2 separate regions of the Ovis aries genome follow, and region 1 is linked to region 2. Evidence: chromatin contacts called from public Hi-C data. All regions are on one chromosome and are shown on one strand. Each heading gives the region's core, a stretch centred on a gene start, on an enhancer-like site or on the middle of the called end of the contact. The rest is flanking DNA. Distances are from core to core; before and after follow the strand shown.

Evidence for each region. A called contact is a pair of places that touch in the nucleus more often than the background predicts.
Region 1: a contact with region 2 is called in a Hi-C map of liver, with 5 times the contacts expected there. The contact joins the promoter of MCAM here to the promoter of HYOU1 in region 2. A contact is called at or near these places in 3 of 16 Hi-C or Micro-C datasets (blood and liver).

Annotation. Positions count from the first base shown.
Region 1 is chr15:29,601,607-29,607,651 of ARS-UI_Ramb_v3.0, reverse strand. MCAM (melanoma cell adhesion molecule) reads left to right here and starts at 2,450. Exons shown (of 15, transcript XM_060399752.1): 1 at 2,450-2,545; 2 at 4,367-4,491; 3 at 4,581-4,785; 4 at 4,871-4,941; 5 at 5,054-5,141. The coding sequence starts at 2,479.
Region 2 is chr15:29,380,965-29,387,782 of ARS-UI_Ramb_v3.0, reverse strand. It overlaps HYOU1 (hypoxia up-regulated 1), which reads left to right and starts at 5,415. Exons shown (of 26, transcript XM_042232956.2): 1 at 5,415-5,773. VPS11 (VPS11 core subunit of CORVET and HOPS complexes) reads right to left here and starts at 5,788. Exons shown (of 16, transcript XM_060399748.1): 1 at 5,518-5,788; 2 at 4,424-4,687; 3 at 4,191-4,326; 4 at 3,705-3,868; 5 at 2,865-3,112; 6 at 1,922-2,123; 7 at 1,372-1,523; 8 at 30-216. The coding sequence starts at 4,570.

The DNA of each region.
Region 1 (6,045 bases), core at 1,201-3,700, 220 kb before region 2:
AAAGCCCCCACTCACCCCAGAGACAGGAGTTGAGGGACTCAGACAGTGGCCACCATCCCTCGCAGCCTCAGTTTCTCTACCTGTGGTCAGACTTATGCCCAAGAGACACACCAAGGGCCTCTGCACCCCCTGGGTCTGCCGTGGGAGTGAAGAAGGCAGCCTTCCTACCCATTCCTTCTGGAGAGAAATGAGGCAGGGAAGTTAGGGCTCTGGTCAGGGGCTCTGCTGATCCTGGCCTGCATCTGGGCAAGGCTACCTCCACCGAGTCCAGGCACACCAGGGTCTGCAGATGGAAAGCCCACAGTGGCCTCCTTGGCGCTCCCCTTCTGCTGGACCTCCATCCTCTCTCGCTGAAAGTTCTTCCCCGTCTGCTTCCTCTCTTTCCTGCAGATGCCCATCTCAGACACCCTCCACCTCCCGCTCCTTCACCCTGTGCTGCCCTCGTTCTGCTTGCTTCTGCCTCCAGTCCCCTCTGAAGCCTCTCCAAGGACCTGACCTCTTTGGTTTGGAATCCTAGCGCGGCCCCACTCAATGAAGCCTTCTTGAGGTTGTCTGCCCCCTGACCTCTACCACCCACTCCCTGGCAGCCCAGAGCACCCTAAGCTACTGGCTTCCCTAAAGGACAGTCTCTTTGCTAGTTTGGTGGGGACGTGTGGGACACAGAGGTCACCCTGGGCTCTATCCTCACTTCCCTTTCACCGCAGAGGCAGCCCCACCACCCCCTCCTAGCTTCACTCTTCTCACAACGGAAGAAGGATTCTGAACTGACCGTCCTTGGTGGTTAGCTGGCTTTGCTCTCAGGCTGGAGAGAGGAGAATGATTAGTTAATGGTGTTAAGAGAAGGGAAGGGGGGTGGAGGCAGGGAAGCAGAATACTATGCCCAGCTCTGAGCTTGCCAGGGCAAACAGCATCCTTCAGCCATTCCCATTCCTGCCCCTGCAGACAAAAACAAATGCATCCATTCCGTTCTGGGCCCTGGGCCAGTCCATACATTCACTCTGGGGGAGGAGGAAGCACCATCATTCTCTTACCCCCCACCCCCACCCTGGGCTCCAAGCCCCTGGCTTGGCCTGCCTGGCATGGCCTCTGGCTGAAAATTAATGGAGACGGAGGAGGGGAGCAGCAAGGATCTGAAAGATGAGGGCTGATGTGGCTCAAGAGTCATCTCGGCGTCATCAAAACGCCATCCCGGAGCATCCTCTAAGTCACCTGCCCATTTGCTGCCTCACCCTGCTCCTCCCCCACCCAGAGGCAAGGCTGCCCTGCCTAGGACAGGACTCTATTCCAAATCCAGGCCTCCTTTAGACCATCCCAGTTAGAGGGGTCCCAGCTGATGTGGACCCGTTTCCCAGGGCCAGGGAGCTGGGGGTCTGTCTCTATGAGACAAGAATCAGTCTCACTCTCCAGAGCCTCAGTTCAGGTTCAAGGGGCCCGAAGACCCAGGCATTGGACATAAGGGGAGATGCAGGTCCCCTCGCCTCGCTGGGACAGATTCCACTTGGGCAGGGCAGCCTGGAGTCAGTTCTGATTCCTCCTCCAAACCCCCCACCCTCAGCTGCTGGGGGGCCAGAGCCCTGCTGCAGGGGGTCCCATCAACCCTCAGCAACAGCAACAGGTATGGGGGGAGAAAGCTGGAGAGCTTGTGCCCATTAACTCATTTTTCTCCCTCTTTTCTTCATTCAGGGGAAACTGAGTCCCAGGTTGGGTTCAGTGAGTGAAGCCAGAAGAAGCAGAAACCTCAAGATCCAGGCTCAGTGGGACAAGTGTGACAACTTCGGGCCTGTGAATTCAGCCCCTCCCTGCTTCCTCTGGTCTGAGACTTTCAGGAGCTGGGGATGAAGGGACCACCCTTAGCGCGCCGTCTCCACTCCCCAGTACAGATGCCTCTGGCTCTGTGGGCCCTGGGCCCAGGGTTCTTCCCTCACAGCGGCCAGGACTGCAAGACTTGGGGGCAGTGCCAGGCCGCTGGCCGCCGCAGTGGTGCAACCGTTCTGGGAAGCCCGATTTCTCTGGGGCAGAGGTCCGGGGGAGTGGAGGAGGCGGCGGGCAGAAGAGCTTAAAAGGGAGCGAGGTCCCCATCAAGGACACTAAGGACCTGCCAGTGGCTCCTCGGCCAGGAGGTCCCCCAGGGCTACAAGGGCTGGCTGGGGCTAAGCGGGGTCTGACCCGGCGGGACTCCAGCATCCGGGCCAGCTTCTCCCTGCAGCCGCCTCGGAGACACCTGTCACCGCCCCCTGTCCGTTCCCTAGCGGGGGGCTGGGAGGAAGGCTCCGGCCTAACCCCGCGCCGCGCTGTTGCAGCTCCGGGCATCTCGGCGCCGGGCCCGCCCCCTAGGGCTACGGCGCGCCGGGCGGGGGGTGGGCTGCGCGGGGCGTGGCGGGCGGCCCGGGCGCCCGGGCCCCCTCCCCCGCCCCCCTGACGTCAGCCCCCGGCGGCCGCGAGCTCCCTCACTTGGCTCTCGCCCTCCGGCCGGGAAGCATGGGACGGTCCGGGCTCATCTGCGCTTTCCTGCTCGCCGTCTGCTGCTGCTCTCGCCGCGCCGCGGGTGAGTGAGCTCGCTGGGGCCTCGCACCCCGAACGGTCCGGCGGGGCGGTCTTCGGCGGAGCGTGCCCGGGAGCAGAGCCCGCATCCCGGCGGGGGCCGGGGCTTTGCGCGGCGGCGTGCGCTCCTCCTCTCCGGGTCCCCGGCACCCGGCGCCTTGCGCGCGTACAACTCTTCTTTATGGCCCGTTTGCAGCCTCTGTTCCAGACCATCCCGGGAGCAGGACCCGGGAGACGGGGAGGGGGCTGCTGCCTGCAGCGGGAAGGGGTGGAGCAGAGTCCCTTCGGGCTCTGGGGAGAGCTTTTCTTCAGGTGCTTTCTCGGGGGCGGGGGGCGGGGAGCGTGATTGGAGCCTTGGCGGGAGGGGCAGCTACAGCGCATCCCCAAATCCTGAATTCCGCGCCCGCCTGTTGCTGGAAAACGCAGTTTTCTTAGCTGGAGGGGTGCACCGACCCCTCCCTCTCCCGCCTGGGCTTCGAGCCAGGCTAGAGGTGAGCGCGAGGGGGAGGAACGGCGGCTCCCGCCCTGCCAGGGCGTTGGCAAAGACTGGAGCGCCGTATGGGTCCCCTCGCCCCTACCCGGGTGACGGGGTCACAGGTGGCAGGGACTAGGGATCGCAGAGTCTCAGAGTGCGAGCGCCCCAGACTTGTTTGTTACACGTCCCGGAATGGGACCAGATTCAGGTGGGAAAAGGGCCCCGGCACCTCGGAGTTTTTCTCTGAAACTGCCTAGGAGCCGGGCGCTCCCGGGCTCACCCTACCCTTGTATGGCCGCAGTGGTGTCGCTCGTTTCTCTTGGCTCCGTTTCCCGGGTTCTAGCCGCTGGCTGGCTGGGAAAGGGGAGGTCTGGACAATACCCAATGCCATGGCTTCGTGCCCATGCCAACAATGTCCCTGGGGTACCCTGGGTTGCTGCCTTCAAAGTCTTCCTGGGGGATGGAGGGGAAAGGGCTGCATGGGGCTCCAGTGCTGCAGAAGGTCCAGCCCCACCCTGCCCCGCTCTTCTAGGGCTGGGGAAACCGAGTCAGGGAGCTGAGGCTTTTGCTCTGGGCTGAAGACCACTCCAACAGCCCTCATTGTATGGGAGCCAGCCCAGGGCAACCACCCAGGCACCCAAGTCCAACCAGATGGTATGGAGTGACATCACCTCCTTGTGGGGCGGGCAGGACACTGGCACCGCTGACGTCACTCTTGCCCACTGCCTGGCCCTTGCCCTGACCCCTGACCCTGACCCCAGGGAGAGGTTCTGGCCCCTCCATGACTCTGACCCCTCCTGTACTCACAAGACTCCCAGGATGGGGTCCCCTGAGAGTGTGGGAATTCACAGAGATGCTGCTTATGGAGTAGGAGATAGGGGTCTCCTGACCAGGGTTGCCCATTGGGGTCTTATGGGGGGGGCGTTGGGGGGCAAAGGGTAGAGTAGTGATGTCTTACCCTGGGTGTGGGGACAAAAAGGGCCTGTGTGCCTGGGCCTGGCACGTGCCTTGCATTCCCTCACTCTGAGCTCACCCAGGGAGGAGGGGGCCTGGAAGGAAAGGGGCCTTCCTCTTGGCCCACCCTCTGCCAGCCTCATCTGGGAGTTCCTGGTGCTCAGGGTCTCTGCTCCAATGACCAGAAATGTCCATCCCCAGCTCCCTTGAGCCAGGAGAGGGCCAGTCCCCAGGCTGGGGGGTCATACAGAGTGGTTGAGGCTTAGAGAGGACAGCGTGCCCTTCGAACCCTCACTGAAGTGGCAGAGAGAACAGCTGCTACAAGTGGGTGTGAGCGAAGGGCATGGTGAGCAGCTGGAGCTCACACAGCTGCTGGTACCCCCCCGACCCCCCCAGGTGTGCCCGGAGAGGCCGAGCAGCCGGAGCCCGAGCTGGTGGAGGTGGAAGTGGGCCACACAGCCCTTCTGAAGTGTGGCCTCTCCCACGCCCAGGGCAACCTCAGCCACGTGGACTGGTTTTCTGTGAGTGCAGAAGAGGGCAGCAGGGGCGGGAGGCCCTGCCCTTCATGTAGCCCCAGGACCCTCACCCCTGCCCTGCTGCCTCCACTCAGGTCCACAAGGAGAAGCGGATGCCCATCTTCCGTGTGCGTCAGGGCCAGGGCCAGAGCGAGCCTGGGGAGTACCAAAACCGGCTCAGCCTCCAGGACAAAGGGACTACTCTGGTCCTGACCGGCATCACCCCCCACGATGACCGCATCTTCACGTGCCAGGGCAAGCGCCGGGCTCAGGAGCACCGCATCCGGCTCCGTGTCTACAGTGAGTGCCCTGTCCGTGCCTTGTGGGCAGCGAGGGGCATGGGAAGCGGTGGTCCTACATGCCTCCCCATCTCTCTCCCTTGTAGAAGCTCCGGAGGAGCCAAGCATCCAGGTCAATACCTTGGGCATTTCTGTGAACAGTAAGGAGCCTGTGGAGGTGAGGTCTGCTGGGGTGGCCCGGGGTTGGGGGAGGCGGGTAGGCAGGAGCTAAGAGGGGGCAGCTTGGCCAGGTCACAGAGTTAGGAAGCCTCACACCCTGCCCTCCTTAGGTTGCCACCTGCGTCGGAAGGAATGGGTACCCTGTTCCTCAAGTCACCTGGTACAAGAACGGCCAGTCCCTGAAGGAGGAGAAGAACCGTAAGTCATCCTCTCTGCCCTTAGAAGCCATGCTTGTGGCACTGTATGGGGACCGCTTTGCACTTTTACTTTGTTTTTTTTTGACTGCACTGTGAGGCATGCCGGATCTTAGTTCCCCGACCAGGAATGAAACCCATGACCCCTGTGTTGGGAGCATGGAGTCTTTAATCACTGGACTGCCAGGGAAGTCACTATTGTATTTTTTTTTTTTTCAAGTACACAAGCCATCCATGAAAATATTATCATTAGGGTTCAAACTGTACAGAAAATCTAGAAGGAAAATTTTCCTTCCTGCCCCAGGCCCCCCTCCCAGAAATATCTCTGCTGTCAGTGTGTATGTATTCTTTCAAGCCTATTTCTAGGTCCTTACTCACACATGTAAATATATCTAGGACTATATAGAGTTTTGTTTTTTATTACTTAAATCAGTGGTTCTCTTCTAAGGCTGATCTTGCTCTCCTCTGGGACACTTGGCAGTGTCTGGAAATATTTTTGGTTGTTGCAAATAGCGAGATGCAACTGGCATCTGGTGGGGGGTTAGTGAGGCCAAGGATGCTGTAAACATCCCACAGGGCACAGAGTACTTCTGACTCCAGATCTCAGTGCTGAGGTGGAGAAACCCCGATCTGAATGGCACGGCCTGCCCTATACTTTGTTTCCCTTTTGACAACAAGTCCTGGAAATCTTGCTGGATCGCTCTGTTTAGAACTACCTGATTGTTTGTTTACCTACTGCCCAGCATTTCACAGGGCTGAGCTATAATGTAATATATAATATAGCTATAATATGATCTAGCTGACCATTCATTCTGGTTAGTAGATGTCCATAGTGTTTTCTCTGTATTTTTAAATCACTGCAGTATTATTTGCACACACCCTTGTATGAGTGCCCACGTGTGTTTGGG
Region 2 (6,818 bases), core at 4,166-6,665:
AAGAACCCTCTGCCAGCACCACCCTGCACCTTGATGAACTCCTCCAGCTTCGAGCTGTCCTTGAGCTTGGTGTAGCAGTTGAGCAGCAGGGTGGTGTGGTCGGCATTGGCCAAGGACTGCCGGTGCAGGGTCTGCAGGTAGGCTGTCAGGTTATGGATGCGCTGGGCATCGAGGAACTTGCGGATCACGTACGATGGCTCCAACTTTCCAATGGTTCTAGGGAGACACGGGTGTCAAACAGCATCAGGGTCATCATACTTCTCAAACTTTCATGTGCGTAGGAATCGCTTGCAGGTTTCAAAATGCAAATTCTGTTTCAGCAGGTCTGGGGTGAGGCATGAGATCCTGCAATTCTCACAAGATCCCAGGTGGTATCGATGCTACTAGACTGTGGGCCGTAGGAGCATCGAGGCTCCAGAATACTGGTTTTTAGACTTGACTGAAAACAAGAATTCTAGAGACGTTGGCAAAGAAGCTAGACAGGGTTTTAGAATTCTTCACTAAGTCAGAAACTAATTAGTACCAAGGAAAGAAACTGTGGAAATAAGAAATAAATACCCTTTTCCCTTTAAAGAATTTGATCAAAATGGGTATTAACAAAGGCCAAGCTAACATTTCGGAGAAGCCGATGGCACCCCACTCTAGCACTCTTGCCGGGAAAATCCCATGGACAGAGGAGCCTGGTAGGCTGCGGTCCATGGGGTCGCGAAGAGTCAGACACGACTGAGCGACTTCCCTCTCACTCTTCACTTTCATGCACTGGAGAAGGAAATGGCAACCCACTCCAATGTTCTTGCCTGGAGAATCCCAGGGATGAGGGAGCCTGGTGGGCTGCCGTCTATGGAGTCACACAGAGTCGGACACAACTGAAGTGACTTAGCAGTAGCAGCAGCAAGCTAACATTTAAAATAACAGGTACTTTTCAGCTCAACTTCCTTGAGAGCTTTCCTGGTAGCTCAGACAGTAAAGAATCTGCCCGCAATGCAGGAGATCTGCTTTCAATCCCTGGGTTGGGAAGACCTCCTGGAGAAGGCTACCCACTCCAGTATTCTTGCTTAAAGAATTCCTTGGACAGAGGAGCTTGGTGGGCTACAGTCCATGGGGTCGCAAAGAATCAAACACAACTAGTGACTAGCACTTTCACTTATCATCACCTCAACTGCACACTGATCAGGTAGCATCTGACCCTAAATATTCCCTTTCTAATAAGGTATACTGTCTCCTCATTTGAGGCATCGCAATTTATGTAGGAAAAAAGAATAGTTCACGATGGAGTCCACTGCCTGCCCCAGTCCCCAAGTGCAGGTTTCAGTCTAGCTGGCTCTCTGTTCCCACATTCACAGGTATATCCTAAAGCACCTCCAGACTGACCGGATATACTGCTGGACAGCACCATCATGGTTGCCCTTGCTGTAGAGGTGGTCCCCATACTGCATGAAGATCTGAGCCAACCCATCGCTGTCCAGATGCTGGCTCTTGGCCAGGTTAATAGCCATCTCAAATAGGTTCTTCTTAAACAGCATCTGGAAAGGAATAGAGATTAGAAAACTGGAAGAAGTAGGCCTGAGAAGACACCTTCCCAGAATGCATCCACAACACACAAGCTGACGGTTATGAAATTCCAATCAGCCTAGATCTTAGGGTGAAACCCCCAGACACCCCCAAGACTAACATCAGCTCACCTCACCAGGTTCTCTGCAGGCAGGCAGAGTGGACCCTGAGAGTGGGCTCAGGCCCCCAGCCATTGCTTCCCTCTAAGGCCACATCCCAGGCCACTGACCTTGGAATCTTACCCTAAAGAGGCTGAGTAAGGCTGTGACCCAAAGGGAAGGAAACACCCTGGCCAAGGCGACTTGGGGAGTCTGTTCCTAGAGCCATGTCTGGGTGCCCATAGCCAGCTCTGGGAACCTGGTGGCCTTGCCTCCAGTTTGGTCTGTGTGTCCTTCTCCTGCAGTGCGTGGACCCGCCCATCCCGCGTCAGCACGTACAGGGAGCCCCACTCAGCAAGCACATCCACTACATCTTCAAAGACGGCGCTATAGGCTATGAACTTGTTGCACAGGTCATAGATGTTGAGAATCTGTTTGTCAGAGCTCTGGGAGTCCCGGCTGGTAAACTCTGACCTGTGTGGGAAAGGAAAAAGCACCGGATATTTATCTGTACCACCTTAGTCTCAGCTCCCCTCTATTTCCTTTCCCCTGACAACTCTGGTGCTACCTACTCCTCCCAGAACAAATCACTGCTAGCAGCTCATCCTGCAATACACAGCATGGTGCTAGCAGTTGTGGGAAGAGTATGTGTAGACCTGGTCTTACCTTTAAGGATCCTATAATTAATACAGGCAACAGACTGAAAACTTAAGTACATTCCAACATCCAAGATTTAACAAATAATTAATGCCTGGTATATGGAGTCCACTAGGCCTGGTACTGAATGAAAACTAGTATCTGACAAGGATCACCTGCATCACGCTGAAGATTCTGTCCCACTTTCTGATGACTCAGGAAAAAAAAAAACCCACCCTGTGTTGCATCTCCCAGCACTTTCCAATCTCTCTACTACTCAATCCCTTGTTCCTCTACCCAATTCATTTCACCCAAGTAACTAAAAACGCAATGCCAAGTCCCAAATTCCCTGGAGCATTCTAGTGCAAAAGGATTGCTCAGCAAATGTCTGCAGCAAAAGCACACTTTTCAGCAAAAAAAAAAAAAAAAAAAAGTTATAACTGAGTCTAGGTGTAAACACCTGTACAAAAAGTACAAAGTAGGGGGTTGACAGGATGTAGGCATTAGGAGTTTGAAATCAGGTTAATTCTAAGGAACAAGCCCAGCCCACTCCCTTTTGCTTCTCCATAGAATCCTTACTTGGGAGAAACCTTCCGGTCACGGGAGACAATGACAAGATAGCCTCTAAACCAGTGAGCGATGAGTTTATGGCCCTCAAAGGCAAAGCAGGGCCCACGTTCATCAGGCTGGTACAGATAGACACATTCATCCCCTGCCACTATGAACTGCAGGTCCTGAGAAGGGTCGCTGAGGGCTGAGCAGCGCAGGCCACAACCATGGGTGTCCAATTCCACACGAGGATAGTCCTTTCCAGAAACTATGTAGGACTGTGAGAAGTAAGAGAGGGGTTAACAGGCTCCCTCTGAGGAGGTAGCATCTAAATGTTCCCAACAGTATCCCCACCTCCATACTGGTTCTCTTAATTCTTAGCACCCAAGACTACCTGGATGTTTGCCTTCTCCCTTAAATGGGCCATTACCATCAGCCATCTACTAAATATATAAGCAGAACCCACATTTTCTTCCTCTGTATACACTATCACTACTTATTTGGCAAGTAAGAAAATTTTACTGCTTTATCAGAAAACTCTGGCTGAAAAGAAAACAAATCTATTGGTGTGAGTAAGCTGTTATATTAGAAGCACAAGAACCAAAGAAGTAATTTGTCCAGTGTCACTTAACAAGCCTATTTGAAGAAAAACTTATGTCTTCTGCTACAAACCCAAGAGTTCTCTTCCTAGCTCTAAATCTTCCCAGTCTCCTAAGTAAAGAAATAAAATATTAAGTTAGGCAAATGATTCAAGGCTGTAGATTAAAAATATAAGAACCTCTTTTGTCAGTTCCTTACCCTAGCCCACTGAGCAATTAAAAAAACCTTTCTACTTGCCCCAACAGTCATACCAGGAGGCGCTGGTCATACCTGAACATTCTCAGTTGTCACAACAAACAAGTGAGTGGTCTTTCCCGCTTGGCGAAAGGCCAGTCCAGTAACAGGATAGTTGCCCTTGTGCAAAATCTGGGTCTTGCTATGTCGGTCCCGAGTGATGTCCCCTTTGTTCAATGTAACACTGCCATCTGTGAAACCTGTAGGAGAGCAAGGAACAGTATTTTATTGAGGCTGAAAAGGTACGGAAGCAGAAAAAGACCTTTAGAGGCACTTTTTAGAAGTGACTATCTTTCTCCTCATACCCAACCTCTCCAGTGGTTACCATGAGGATTAGAACTCACGGACTTATTTTCAAAGAACAAAATGAAATGCTTTCCCATCCCAAACTTTAAAATCTCAAAAGTCCTCACTTCAGTACAAAATGGTCTCATGAAAACAGTGAAAATGAGCTGTAGAAGCAACTCTGAAGGAAATCTATAAAGAATCATGGGGTGTTAGCTTTGCCTTCTTTCTTCTTACCAATGGCCATAAAGTTGAGATTTTCATGGACAGTCAAACAAGATACAACAGTCGGTTCTGTCCCCGGGATGGCAGGGAAGATTCGAGTGCAGAGTGGATTGCCACCATCTCTCTTCTCCAGGTTCCAGATCTTTACCTGGGGACAGATCTCAGATGTGTGAATGCTAGTCACCCTCCAACAAATAATCATTCCCAGGCCTCTGGGTCTTTCCTGTTTCCTTTCTAGGACTCACCAGGGGGTTGATGCCCTCTTCATCCTCACCAACAGAGGCCAGAATATTGTGCTGCTTCAGTTGGTACAGGTGTGTCACCCGTAGTTTGTAGGCTTGGAAACCCGTAAGCTGTAGGGAGCGGGGCAAGAACCAGATCTGGCCTTCCATATGTGCAGAGCAGTCAAGGAGCCTCCTTTTCAAGGGGAGATTCTTACATTTAGGCCAGAACGGAAATAACAACTACCCCCAGGGCTTCCCTGGTGGCTCAGATGGCGAAGAATCCACCTGCAATTTGGGAGACCTGGGTTCGATCCCTGGGTTGGGAAGATCCCCTGGAGGAGGGCATGGCAACCCACTCCAGTATTCTTGCCTGGAGAGTCCCCATGGACAGAGGAGCCTGGCCGACTACAGTACATGGGGTCCCAAAGAGTCAGACACAACTGAACACAGCACAGCACCCCAGTGGCTCAGCTAGCAAACAACCCACCGGCCAATGCAGGAGACGCAAGAGACGGGGGTTTAAACCCTGGGTCAGGAAGGTGCCCTGGAGAAGGAAATGGCAACCCGCTCCAGTATTCTTGCCTGGGAAATTCCATGGACAGAGAAGCCTGCATGGGCTGCAGTTCATGGAGTTGCAACGAACTGGGCATGACTAAGCACACATGCACAATAAAAACAAAACCTATACAACTGTTTAAATTTTTCAAGGGTTTTTCCACATATCATCTCTGGAAACCCCCCATTTTCAAAACAGTAGAAAGGCCAGAGTTTAGGGGCAGCATTATACAAAACAAAGCAAAAGAAATCGTGGTTTCATTTAACTCTTCCCCCACAATATGGGCTGGGGAGATAATGACACCTTACATATTCATCTTTTAAAATCAACTTGCATCTGTTCTTTTGATCGACCTTAAAAACAAAAACCTTGCCCAACTGTTATTTTACGCCCCTTTTGCAGATAAGGAAATTGAAGTCCAGAGAGGTTAAACGACTTGCCCAGGATTGTTCACTCATTTGGCAACAAGTTAAAGAGAATGGACTTCCTCCTTTCTTCCCTCAGACCACAGAAGGAACACCGAGCGCCCATCTAAAGGAAACTGGCACGTAACACGAACCCTTCTGACGGACAGATTTCATCTCAGCTGGATCTCTTCAGGGATTCGAGGAGGAAAGGGACAGCTCCAGAAGAAGGATATCTCCAAAGACTAGGCTCCCTCGGCCTGAGTCGCAGACTGTGATGCCAGGAGGGAGGCAAAGGAACTTGGAAGTAGCGGGTCCAGAAGCAGGCGCGGCCCCGGGAGCAGCCCCATCATTGCCCTGTGGCTCCTTCACCAGCTCCTTGTCGAAGAAAACGAAGCGCCGCCACTGCAGGTAGGTCGCCATCTTGGCCGCAGGTCCCCGCCTCCGGGGAAGAGGTCACATGACAGGAGCCGGCGTATCACATGACCCCTCGACTTCCTGGAGTCTGGGTGCACCTGCGCTGTCCTCGCGAAGTGACGGTTTCCCGCTGCTGGGACAGTGGGCGCGGCCGCTTGAGGCAGGGTTCACCACCCGCAGCTCGCTCCGCAGTTTTCGGTTTCGCCGGCTCTGTAAGTGCCTTGGCTGAAATGCTTCTTAAGAGCTAGACCTTCACCTCTCTGGGCATCAGTTTCCTCTTTAATTAAATTGGCGGGCAGTGAGGGATGAAGATGAGGGATGACACGCGGTTTGTGAATTGTAACCCGCTGTGCCTAGATGAATTACCTTCTGCATCACAGGACTGTTTTGAGGCCTAAGTGAATCGGTGTATATGAAACTGGTTTTTCGGCTGTAGGAAAGGAGAAATAATATTAGAGGTTTGTGGCTGCCACCAGGTACAGATTGTAACTACAGTCAGTGTGTTTTTGGGTCCCTCTGTCAGAGACATGGTGTTTATTGGGCACCTAAAACATGTTTCTTAAGGAAGCTGGGAAATACTTCTGGGGCACAAATTCCAATAACCTGGCCTTTCTCTCCTTGCCGTAATGACAGGGTATAAGCAGAGTATAGCAAAGAGCCTTGAAGCTGCAGCACTGGGCACTGCGTGATTTTACAGGTGACAAGGGTCAAAGACACTTCATGGTACCCATGGGTCCCAACTTGGGCTAAACCAGCTGTCTCTCTGGAAAACTGCAAGTGTACTGTTTTTTCGCCACTGGTAGCTACAAATGGGAGTGACAGTCATTTGAGACAGTATGCAATATGAAAAAGTGGCCATATGATTAGTATTTGTGAAGTTTATTTTTGCATCCCTGTCCCCCACAGCCTATTTTCAGAACATGTTAGGCTTTATTCCCTCCCCAGATTCTCAGCAAGCAGGGCCTGTGTGTTGCTTACCAAGAACCAGGTCTAACAGCCTAGTAGATGCTCCAAGTGGATTGAAGCGGTGAATGTAGAT